Linked DNA regions of Gossypium hirsutum: region 1 is linked to region 2. The links are chromatin contacts, called in public Hi-C maps. All regions are on one chromosome and are shown on one strand. Each heading gives the region's core, a stretch centred on a gene start, on an enhancer-like site or on the middle of the called end of the contact. The rest is flanking DNA. Distances are from core to core; before and after follow the strand shown. Region 1 has its middle 23 kb from the start of LOC121208228. Region 2 holds the start of LOC121202977 (zinc finger CCCH domain-containing protein 6).

Evidence for each region. A called contact is a pair of places that touch in the nucleus more often than the background predicts.
Region 1: a Hi-C map of leaf shows a contact between it and region 2, with 1.9 times the contacts expected there. The contact joins the enhancer-like site here to the promoter of LOC121202977 in region 2. A contact is called at or near these places in 7 of 34 Hi-C or Micro-C datasets (leaf, petal and seedling).

What each region holds. Positions count from the first base shown.
Region 1 is chrA01:22,938,350-22,944,865 of Gossypium_hirsutum_v2.1, forward strand. No RefSeq gene overlaps it. Among protein-coding and RNA genes, the nearest start is that of LOC121208228, 23 kb to the left of the region's middle. Within about 2 kb of position 2,227, at least 2 of the 9 cell types and tissues checked have an H3K27ac peak or open chromatin away from gene starts, as enhancers often do. A contact at or near this core is called in leaf, where this site is marked.
Region 2 is chrA01:22,865,034-22,870,966 of Gossypium_hirsutum_v2.1, forward strand. It overlaps LOC121202977 (zinc finger CCCH domain-containing protein 6), which reads right to left and starts at 3,707. Exons shown (of 4, transcript XM_041116467.1): 1 at 3,000-3,707; 2 at 1,856-2,065; 3 at 1,628-1,752; 4 at 404-1,518. The coding sequence starts at 3,059. The coding sequence ends at 636.

The DNA.
Region 1 (6,516 bases), core at 977-3,476, 72 kb after region 2:
CTCCCCCATAAATCGCATGGACTCGCCTGGTTCCGGCCCGTACTATCTCTGTTCCATCAATCGCACACTCTACTTTCACTAATATTCGGTGCATTTGGATGAACCAACTCCCCAGTCAGACCTTCAAAGCCCCAATTGTCGCGTCTAAAATCAATGCTTCTCCCATCACCCCTAATCCACCCGAAGCCATTGTTTAAATGTCTCGCACCCGCGGAAATACTCGAGCAAATATAAGACGGTTTGTCGATGCGTTTGGTATGGAAAATATCACCACTGGGGAAGTATTTAGCACTAAGCACCCTGTAGCATGGTGCATCCTTGCACATGATAAGCCTCCATACTTGTCTCCCTGAAAGAGCAATGTTAAACAAATGGAGATCCCTAAAATCGGGGCCTCCCATACCCTTAGGGAAACAAACCCTATTCCACACGAGCATAGACCAACAACGATTTTTTTCATTTCCCCCTCACCACATACGGCTAATCTTAGAATGAAGCTCCTTAATAACGCCTTTAGGGGCAAGAAAAACCGAGAAAGCATACGTTGGGATGGACTAATGGACGGACTTGATAAAGACTTCTTTACCTCCGTAAGACAATAGTCTCTTTGACCAACTATTCATCCGACTCGAGATACGATTAGAGATGCTTTTGTTAGGATTGACCCGATTAAGCAATGAACAAGAAAAAATAGCGGAATAAATTGAAAATTTTAACACACAAATTTAACGTGAAAAAACCCCTTCAAAGAGGATAAAAAATCACGCGCAAAGATAATTTTACTATAATGAAAAAAGAACGAATAGTACAAAAGATGTAGATAAAGACTAAACCTCGAAAACCCGAAAACAAAGAACCCTCAAAACGTAAACACAAAATTCTTTAAATGTGTTATGAGTTCTAATATCTAATGGGTGTTTTTTCTAAGGTTGTAAAAGAGCCTACTTATAGGTTAAATTCATAGGTCAAATAATAATAAAATAATCTAAACTAATCAGTGTTTATTGAAACAAATAAATAGATTTTAACTGAAAGATTATTTCTCAAATTTGACTGAAAATAGGAGTCATATTTAACTGCTTTTGAACACGATTGACTTTTTCTTGCCAACAATTAGAGGGAGACCAAGGTAGTTGTCAAGCTTATCCACCACCTCCATTTTTAGTAAACTACCAAAATAATGGCGCTGAGAGACAGGGGTGTTCGGACTGAAATACACCATGGCCTTGTCGAGGTTTATGCTTTGACCCGAAATCTTTTCGAACTCCATTAGGATATTCATGAACTCATCAACTTCACTTTTCTTATTCCTAACAAAAAGAAGAGCGTTATCAACAAAGAAGAGATGATTAATGTTCAGGCCATTCTGACTTGCCCGAATACCTTTGATGGTATTAGCTTTTTGAGCCTGAATAAGCATAGGGGAAAGAACTTCCATGCATATAAAAAAAAAAGTAAGAGGACAAGGGTTCCCCTTATCGGAGACCCCTTTCCGGGATAATAATATCAGACAACATCAAATTACACTTAACCATATACTAAATAGAGCGCACACACTGTATAATTTTATCCACCAAACTCAAATTAAAACTAAATTTTTCCAGATAAGAACAAAGCCTTTATTCGGACCGTTCTTTGAGCTCTAAGGATAGTGCATCAGTTCGTGGGCAATTATAACGTTGTCGTGGATCATACATCCCGATACAAACGCACTCCAATTCTGACAAATGCAAGTAGGCAAAACGACTTTCAAACGGTTGGCCAAGACTTTGGAGTTAATTTTGTAAATAACCCTACAGAGGCTTATAGGCCGAAAATTAGTCATATTAATAGGTTGTTTTATTTTAGGAATTAAAACAAGCACGGTTTCGTTAACACAAGCAACATCTTTGTTGCCCTTGAGGACCTCGTGACAAAACTTTAAAATATCTTTTCCAATTGTTGGCCAGTGTTCTTTGAAAAAACATCCTGAGTGACCGTCACATCCAGGAGCCTTGCGTGGGTCCATGTTTCTAAAGGCTGTGATGATTTCTTCATCCGTGAATTCCCTATCCAAATTAGCATTCATTTGGTCAGTAATGCATGAATGAATATAATGCAAGTCAGGTTCAATAAAAGTAACGGTAGTTGTCTTAAAAAGCTCATTAAAATAGCTCCAGGCTACGTTACAAATCTCTTTTTTATCCGTATGCCACGTCCCCCTTGAGTCTTTCAACTTTTCAATTTGATTTTTCTTTTTTCTACCCGTGGCGCGTGCTTGGAAATAGCGAGTGTTCCTGTCACCTTCCGCAAGCCACCTCATACGTGGCCTCTGAGCCCAATACTAAATAATCTTATTCTAAAATATAGGGGTAATCTTAATTCAGCTCTAGGTAATGTAAGTAAGATTAAGAGATGATATTCAATTTCATGATATGTTTTCCTTTTATATATATATATAGATTTCCTTTCATTTTATGTTTTTTATAAATTAAGTAAATATATTATGTACAGATTTTAAATTATTTTTTGATAAAATATTGAAAAGGAGAGGAACATAATTTGAACTTATATTAGAGGGATATCTTATAAGAGTTTTAATCATCATTACATACAATCAATATTATATTTTAAATTATTATAATATAATAATTTAACTTAATATATTAATAATTAAATGAAATTCACTTCAATGAATAAAATTATTGATTCAATTTAAATATCATTTTATACAATATTGGTAGTAAAAGGTGGGGTGATAGGGTTTGAATCTATGTCAAACAGATATATGGTAAAAGCTACATACAAGTCAAGGCAATATATTGCCTAAATTTAAAGACTTTTTAATAAAAATATAATGATATGTAATAATAAAATAAAAGAAATCGAGGAAACAATAATACTATATTAAATATAATATTTAAATTTCGGAGAATATTAAATTGTAGAGTCCAGTAAAAGAGTTACTTACCAACAATAAGTAATATTACATTCCTTAACAAAAATTTATGTGAACCAAACTCCCCTAACTTATTTACACATTTTATTTACAAGAGTTAAAAATATTATTCCTATTACGATTAAAATCCTTTCCTAAATATAAATTAAATTAGCTTCATAATGTTTAATGTTTCGACAAGCTAGTTTTTGTTTTTTCTTTATTAATGATTTTAAATTTAATATTACAAAAGTATATTTTATAATTCATTCATATACATAATATTATAATATAATATGTCTATTATAAGGGAATTCAATTCAACTTACATAATTTTCCCTCCCACCTATAGGGACAACTTAACAAAGAATTCACCCTTGAAGAATTCAAAGCTGCAGCATTTCAAATGCATCCATCAAAAGCCCCTAGCATTGATGGCAAATCAGGATTCTTCTATCAACATAATTGGGATATAGTCAGCCTTCTGACCACACAACTTTGTGTCAGGTTTCTTAATTTAGGCGAATTTTACTTACGCTTATCTTGAAAGATACCCGCTAACATAACTTTGGTAATTTTCGACCAATTAATCTCTATATAGTGTCATTTATAAAATTTGCTAAAAAGTTCTTGTTCACCGCCTCAAGCTAATAATGGATGTTGTCATATCACCATTCCAAAACACCTTCACTCATGGTCAGAACATTATGGATAACATATAACTGGGAAGTGAACTTCATACCATTTGATCCAAACGGTATGAAAAAGACATTCTAGCAACGTTGAAACGTGACATGTGCAAAACCTATGACCGCATAAACTGAGATTTTCTTATTGTTGTTTTGAGGAATATGGGTTTCAACAATCATTGGCTTTAGCTAATATCCCGGTGCGTAAAAACCATGTCCTATCAAATTTTAATTAATGGTCATCCAACGCCACCAATACAGCCACATCGAAGACTCCACCAAGGTGACCCATTTTCTCCTACCTGTTTCGACTATGCCAAAACATCCTCTCTTTGATGCTACTCCAAGCTGAACAATCCTCACAAGTATCAAAGGTTTGCGCCAGCAAACATTACATGCCTATTAATCATCTACGTTTTTCTAACAACTCTTATCTTTTCTTCAAGGCCAAAATCCAATCAACACAGGCCTTAAAAGCTATTGTCAACACCTATTGCCACTTCTCAGGGCTTTCTATTAAATACAGTAAATCTAAAGTCTTTTTCTGCAAAGCAAGGAAAGCTCAACACAAACAGTGGATTACAAGAATTTTGGGTACATGATCACTGCAGCAAAACAGGTTTTTTGCGGCGTTTTTTTTGGGCCTTTAGCAACGATTATAAGCACCGTAAAAAACACCGCTAAAGACAACGCTGCTAAAATTTGCGGCATTTGTGTAAAAAGCGCCGCTAAAGAACGTGACCTTTAGGGGCACTTTTCATACAAACACCGCTAAAGAACGTGACCTTTAGCGGCGCTTTTCACACAAATGCCGCTAAAGAACATGACATTTAGCGACGCTTTTTACACAAACGTCGCTAAAGAATGTGACCTTTAGCGGCGCTTTTCACACACCGCTAAAGAACCTGACATTTAGTGGCGCTTTTCTAAAAAACGCCGCTATAGAACGTGACCTTTGGCGGCGCTTTTCATACAAACGTCGCTAAAGAACCTGACATTTAGAAAAGTGCCGCTATAGAACATGACCTTTAGCGGCGCTTCTCTAAAAAATGCCACTATTTTAGCAGATATCTAATATCCTATTTTCATTCATATACAACTTTCCTGTAACATTAAATCCAACCAATAATAACAAATCTAAATGATACTTCAAAAATCCAACGAAAGATATATTATATAAATTAATAAATGAAATAACAAAATATTCTTACAGTAATGTTAAAAGTTATATTGTTAAAACATTCTTACAATAAGAAAATAAACGTCTAAGATGGTGGATTCTGCGACTGCTAAAACATCTTTATCACATTCTGAAACTGTAGGTGGAGTTCATTGTATTTTCTGTTTTGCCCTGCTTCTCTCGCTGCTGGCTCTACTTTAAGTTGAGCAATTCACTCAACTGTGCTCACTTGCATCTGAGCCATCTAGTCTCTTAACCTTTGAACTTCAGCTTGAGCTTGACTCCCCATAGGCATGTATTGTTGCGAGCTGGATCCAAAATATTGGGTTGGGTTGGGTTAACACCAGATCCTTGAAACTGAACCCGACCATACCTTTCAGGACCCAAAACTTCAGTAATAATTCTGTTATCAATGTCCTCAAGATTAACAAAACTATCACTCGAAGCAATTGCTTTATACTCTACCTTTTTATATAACCTTTAGTTTGTCCTAATAAATCAATCAAAGAGTTAGAAACGAAATATATAATAAAAACAAATGCAGCATAACTTAACATTATTTAAAACTACTAACGATGAATATACCATTATAATTAAACCATTATGATTGAACATTATAAATATTTAAAATAAATCAAATTTTATTAAGTAAATATACCATAATTTCTCCAGCTTCAGAAGTCATTGGAGATTCATCTTTCTTCCTACATGTAATGTCAAAAAGCTGAAGGCGTCCAACTTTTTGACCAGACGAGAGTTCCTACAATATAGTAGTAAAAATATTATTTAATAGAAAAAAATTAATATTTGACACAATTAATAAATTCAAAATACCTCAGCCTCAGCTACACAAGTAAAACTTTTTGACCCTACTGTGTGCGTGAATTTTTTTTTTGCCTGCTGCTTGTTCCAACTCTCTCACGGTCCTACATTATGAAATTATTATTACGTATATAGTCAATACTCTAAACCGAAATAATTATAAGAGTTTGGAAGTACGTAATACCTCTCCTTTCTTTGAATTCCAGAATCTAACAGCATCTTCCCATTGGTACCTCAGCATTCCTGGCGGGACATTTCGCAATTTCTCTTTGAGGCTTATATCTTTCTTAAAATATTCTTTTTTTAAAGTGCTTTTATGGTCTCTCTATTTTTTCCCAATGCTTTCTTGATATAAGCATCCGAGACCTCTAAACCAAATCTCTCCTAAAAAAGCACAAGTTTAGAAAATAAATATAAATGAAACTTAAACCAAATATTATAAATTACATTAATATTTTGTTACCTTAATATTATCGAGAGCTTGATTTTTGCTACTATCAGGCATTTGATGCCATAATTCGTAGTTGATAGGCTACATATTGGCATTTCGTGCTATAATGCCCAAATATCCTGCCAAAAGTCAAGCTTCTGACCCAACAGGCTGACCAATATTGTTTCTAGATACTTTGACATGCTCGACAGGATTTAACTCGTATAAATCTTTTAGTAGCGTACGTCCTCAAGTTCTGCGCGGCCCACTACTTTCAGCTGAAAAATGGTATGTTATAATATAAGAATTTGAAAAAGAAATTAATAATAAAAGCCAACACGCATGTAAATTAAATTTAACATTCTTTGAATTTCTGCAGGCTTGTCAGGTGTTTCCGGAACATTCGAATATCCAAATAGCAGTCTGTTGTTCACTATTTATTTTTTCCGAATTTGGATTATTCTAAACAATACTTAGA
Region 2 (5,933 bases), core at 2,457-4,956:
TTGAAGAAAGTTATTAAATTTTGGAACTAATAAAGTTTTTTTAACCGCTTGGGGAAATTGGGGCCTCTTTCTATCGCTTTACTCGCCTATTCTGTGTATGCAACATACTGCGGGGGTTTGTCGCTGTTCCCTTCTTCGACAGTCGTCTTCCAAGATTCAAATAAAAAACGTAGTCTCCAACAACATTCACATTAATATACCGCTATTATAACAGAACATTTAAGGTATTCATATGTAGCCTATGGGGCAGCTCAATTGCTTTTTATCGCAGCAACTTGAAAATAAAATATGATTTTGGAACATTTTTAGGTGTATAATATTTATAAATTTAAGTGCATAACATCTTTTAAATAGTTTTAAGGAATATATATATTGTATATAAAATTATAAAAGCAGTACGTAATGAATTGAAGATGCGTTTGCATGTATGTTATATATAGGGGACTAACATTATCAAATTTGGATCAAAGCAAGGAAGAACAAGAAAACCACCAAAAAGAAACGCCGTCCCAGAAAATATATCCCCAAGTGATGGTAAGTAATTCATCAAATGGTGGACGGAAGACGCAAAAAATAAAAGGAAAAATCAAGGAAGGTGAAAGCTATAATTGAACTACTTGAAAAAACAAGGCATACTAGTATGTTTTCAACTGCCTATCTCTATCCATTTTCATTCTCTTTGCATTAGGGGCGTCGGGAATACTATTGCCCCTGTTCTGGGAGGATGTATCATGTTGGTACGTACAATTGGCGCCATTCCTGCATCCCCTGGAATTGTTAAAGTAAACACAAGGCTTCATTATCCTCAGCTTCGAATCTCTTGACCTCGGGTTATTTATTACTTCTTGGCTGGGTCTTAACTGTTGATTGTATCGGTTATTGAACTTCTGGCCTCCTACTTGACTTTCTCCTCCATGCTGTTGAATCAAGTTCTTGTAATAGTTTACATCCTTCTTTTGGGGAAGTTCCATTGCAAGTGAATGTGAAATTGGACATACACCAGGAACCAAACCATGTATATTTGAGGCTCCAATTCCAACCCCATTTAAATTGCCGTAAAACGCTCCACCATTTTCTGTTCTACTGATGTAAGCTGCAGATGGAGGCATGTCAAACGATGGTACCAAATTGGTTGATGTTATAGGTAAGCTTTGTGCACCTGAAGCCACTTCATGCTCTGTAACTAATTTCTCAATCAATTTGGGGTTGCTGAGAATTTGGACGAGCAAGTCAGGATCAATCATGTTTCCATTTTCATTGCTTTGATTTATTGCTGTAAAGGCAGCAGCTGTTGGTTTCTCATTGGTAGGAACACTTGAAATAATTGGTATACTGCAATTCAAATGAGGTAAAATATCCAACAACTGAGGCTGGAAACTAGTGGAGGCACCGAACGGTGCTAAGACATTCGATTGTGTTCCGATTGCCGCATCCTCGTCTTCAATGGGAGTGATGGGTATTTGAGGAGTTTGCTTATCATCATAGTGACAGTATGCCATGTCAGCTGAGACAGAAGGACTGCATAATAAGAAGGAAAGTTAGGGACAGGGCAAATTAAAACTCTAAGGGAAGCAGTTCTTACAAAATCCACCCCCCTCAAATTAAAAGAAAAAGGGAAGTATCAAACTTAGTAGGAATTGCAGATGGGCGTGGATAAACAGCTTCAAGTACTCTCAGTTCTCTTTGGTTTTGAACATCTGCCTCTTTACTTTCCTCTCCGGCAACCACTTGCCAATTCAAGTCCAATACAAACTGTGGAAATACAAAATCAGCGTTGATGAAAATGCTAAGAGCAATAATCATAAATCAAACCAAAATGGAAATGGCCAAAAAACTAAGTCTTTAGAGCTGTTACTCTGAGAGGACATCTCCATTTAGTGACAAGGATTTCTGTCAAGTTAATCTGCATTTGATCTGTAGAACAAGATCCTTCAAAGCCAGGAGGCAGAAAGTCATCCACAGTTGCCCCATTTAAATGTGATATAGAAGACGTTTTTGCTTGGAGGTGATCTTGAGTTCCCAACCCAACTTGTAAAGGTGATTCCTCTGATAGAAAGAGCCTTATCTGTTAATAGAAGCATTTATATTTTCAGTTAGTACTGAAATCTCACATCAGACAAGAGTAACATCTCATTTCAGCTTGGCTCTACTTTGAATTGAAAATCTAAGGACTGAAGGCAGATGTCCCTTCATATTGTAAGGAACCGTACACATACAAATGAGATGTCACAATTGGAACTTCTCCAAAAGAAATTATATATTCTTTCAAATTATTGACGACTTGGGAAAAAGGGGATATACTGAAGACACTTTAGAGACACAATTATCCTACATGAAAAAGGAAAGACAACAAATAACAAGCTTCTCTGATAACTAAAAGCAAAAATTTGAAGTCAAGACTTCAGAACTTAACAAACATTATTAACTTAACATGCATTGATCGAGATTTCAATTTCGTACCCTAGTTATGTGTTATTTTGTTCTCTGTAGATCAGTAAATGAACATTAAATGAAAGGAATTGACGAGCCGGGGAAGTTTATTGCAGCTATATATTTATTGTCGTTGAAATTTCTGAATGACCTAAAAATCAAAGTCTTTTACTACTGTTCTTTCATATTCTATGTCTAACTTGCATAACATATTTCCAAACTCCATTGATTTTTATTCCCATAAAACCAGTTAAGTAAAACCTAAACTAGCCATAAATACTACCGAAAGAGAATGAAAGAACTCCATCATTCATACTCTAAAAGGCTTCATACAACAATGCCCTCACCAAAAATGAAAAAGCACATTCGTAGTTATGCTTTGCAAGAAGACTAATAATGAACTAGTAATCACCAAATAGATTCAAATAAAATTCAAACACAGTTAACAGGTTTAAGAAAATAAAGGTCCATTTAACTTCAAAATTTTCCACCCTCATTTCCATTTCTCTATTTCAGCTAAAACGGAGCTCAAATTTTAGGAATTGCGAAACTAAAAGAGCAATCCTTACCTGACAAAGGTTAATATCCGGTGCCCAAGTAACCTTTTTTGATTTGTGCAGTCCTCGCATATTGACAGATAGCAAAAATAAAATAAATATTATAAATTAAAGATTAAAAAATCTCAAAAATCCGCCTTTTCCATCATCGATTCTGATAAAATTGATAAAAGAGTCCAATTCCCAGAATCACCGATTTTAGAATTCGATTTCGATCGATAAAAAAAAAGGTTAAAACCTTAAGAGCAAGACACCACTGTCCCAAAAACAAAGGAGTCTCTCAGCCTTTGCATCAACTTACACGTTTCGAAAACCCTAATTTACATGAAAAACAAAGAAGTAATGGATTGAAAAAAGAGAGAGAGACCTAAATATGTGTCTTTGGAAACAGAGAGATCCAAGGCAACCCTAGATCCTCTGGGTTTGCTTTGCTGCCTTGCCGTTTTCCTATCTAATTTTGTTTTTCCCCTAAATTTGTTTGTGTACTAGTTTCGTTTTAGGAGGCTTTCGGTTCTGTACTTGTAGATTCTGTTGAGTGAAAGCTGCCACACGCGTTAGTTTGACGCGTGCAGGGGGGGGGAGGTTGTGGAGTTGTATTGGACGCGCTGTGGGGATAGAAGTAGAGGAGGTTCTTGGCATAGTTTTGGTTTTCTGAAAATTTGAGTTTAACGATGAAAGGACTTAACACTTCATTATTTCCTCCATTCTAATTGTACGCAAAACTGAAAAATCAACACGTTACAACATCCTATTAATCGACGGTATCGTTTTTCTCTTTTAAAAAAATTATCTTTTTAATATGTTGATGTGTCAGAAGACACTCTATTATTCTTAATAAAATATTTTTTTTAACTTAAAAAATATTTTATTATTATATTATTATTTTTTATTATAAAAAGTGATTGATTTGATCCCTCAACCTCACACATTAGTTCTTGAGTTAAATAGAGACTTTTTTTTTTGAATATCCTCCCCTCCCTTATTTGAAAATTGCAATTAAGTCTCTTCACTTATATTTTAGAAGGTTAATACTAATTATTTTGGCATTTTATTTTTTTATATTACAATTTATTTTGTTTGTTATGGTTTAAAGAATAGCCAAATGTTCCTTCTTTTAAAAAAAATAGTTAGTTTTTAATAAAATAACAATAAAAAGTAAACTTATACAATTATAATAAAATAATTAAGTTTTTTTTTCTTCTATTTTTGCAATTTCAAAAAAAAAAGTACAACCAATTTTTTGCAACAATTTACTTCGATGGTGTTATTTTAGAAACAACCATTGGTTATATTTTTAAAACTCGTCAAAAAATCGGAATGATATTCGATAAGAATATGTTCGTCAGTGATATGAAATAGAAGGTCAGTGAAAAAATTTCCCGGCGTTATGGAAGGAGGATGATGAAACTATATGACAAATTTCCAATTTCGTCAAATCCTATCAAATTTACCGAGATGGAACTTCTGGACGATAAAGACGTTGAGACAATGGTCGTATTATATTACCCGCCAGGGAGGTTGAACCCTGAACCGATTCAGTTATTTGCTGAGTTAGCAGATGCAAAGCCCGTTGAAAATGTAACTCAGTTAAGTCAACAACTTGGAGTTGAAGACTCGTGTACCGAGGTTCCCAAGTTGTTTATGCACGATTTTGACATCGATCTCAACGTTGGATGTTTAGGTTAGTACAGTGGTGGATTGCAAATATATCCAGACGTTATTGAAATTGATGCACTTGGTGAAGATGGATCTGATAATAATGATTGTTCTGATCATGAATGTGAAGATTTTAGTGACCCCGATTTAGACGATGTCGCAGACGATATCCACGACGAAGGATAAAATAATGGAAATGATCATGCCCCTTCGGTCGAAAACTCGAGCCGTGGCATCGTCATACGCAATGATCCCGATGTCTATATGTCAATCGTTGATCCCGATACGGCACATGCTTCTGAGTTCCCTGAGTACTTAGGCATCATACCTACTCACTTGATGTTAGAAGATCCTGAATTGGAATAGTTGTTCGTGGGTCATAGATTCGCGAGCAAAGACGAGTGTGTCAATACCATCAAGCGCTATAGTTTGAAAGTGTTTACCTACTATAGGGTGGTTGACTCTAAATCGACGATTTATGTTGGTGAGTGTTGAAAGTTGATAAAAGGGTGCAAGTGGTTGGTATGAGCTAAATTTATCCAAAGGTCTCAACAATGAGAGATATGAAAATATGTTGGGCCTCATGCATGCACTTCTGCTCGTATGACGTAGGACCACCGCAAGCTTGATTCAAAAACCATCTGCAACTGCATATTAGCAATGGTTAAAGACAGCCTCACCATTGTTGTATCGTTGCTGATTACTGAAATGCAAGAACAGTTTCACTACTGAGTTTCATACTGGAAGGCATAGTTGGCTAAACAGATGGTCATGGATTAGTTGTACGAAAATTGGGATGTGTCATACAACAAGCTCCAAGGGTGGATTGCCGCAATGTGAGAGTACATTCCAAGGACTGTTGTTGAGTTGCAGACGTTTCCTTATCACGACCGAGGTAACCAACTATATCTGAAGAAAAGAACTTTTTACAGTATTTTTTGGACATTCAATCCATGCATTAGGGTCTTTCCCCACTATAAGCCACTTGTGCAGGTAGATGAGACCTAATTGTATGGGAAATATATGTAAATCCTCCTTATTGTAGTTGCACAAGATATGAATTAAAACATTCTACTGATAGCATTTTCCACTATTAAAGGAGAGGACTCAAAGTCATAAGAATTTTTCGTAGAGAACTTGCGGGGACATGTTGTCACTCAAGACAGCGTTTGCATCATTTCCGATAGATCAAAGGTCTAGTTGTTGTAATTAGGTGTTTGGGTGTTCCGTGGAGATTTGTCTACTGCATCAGACACATTGCAACGAACTTCCACAAGGAATTCAAAAATA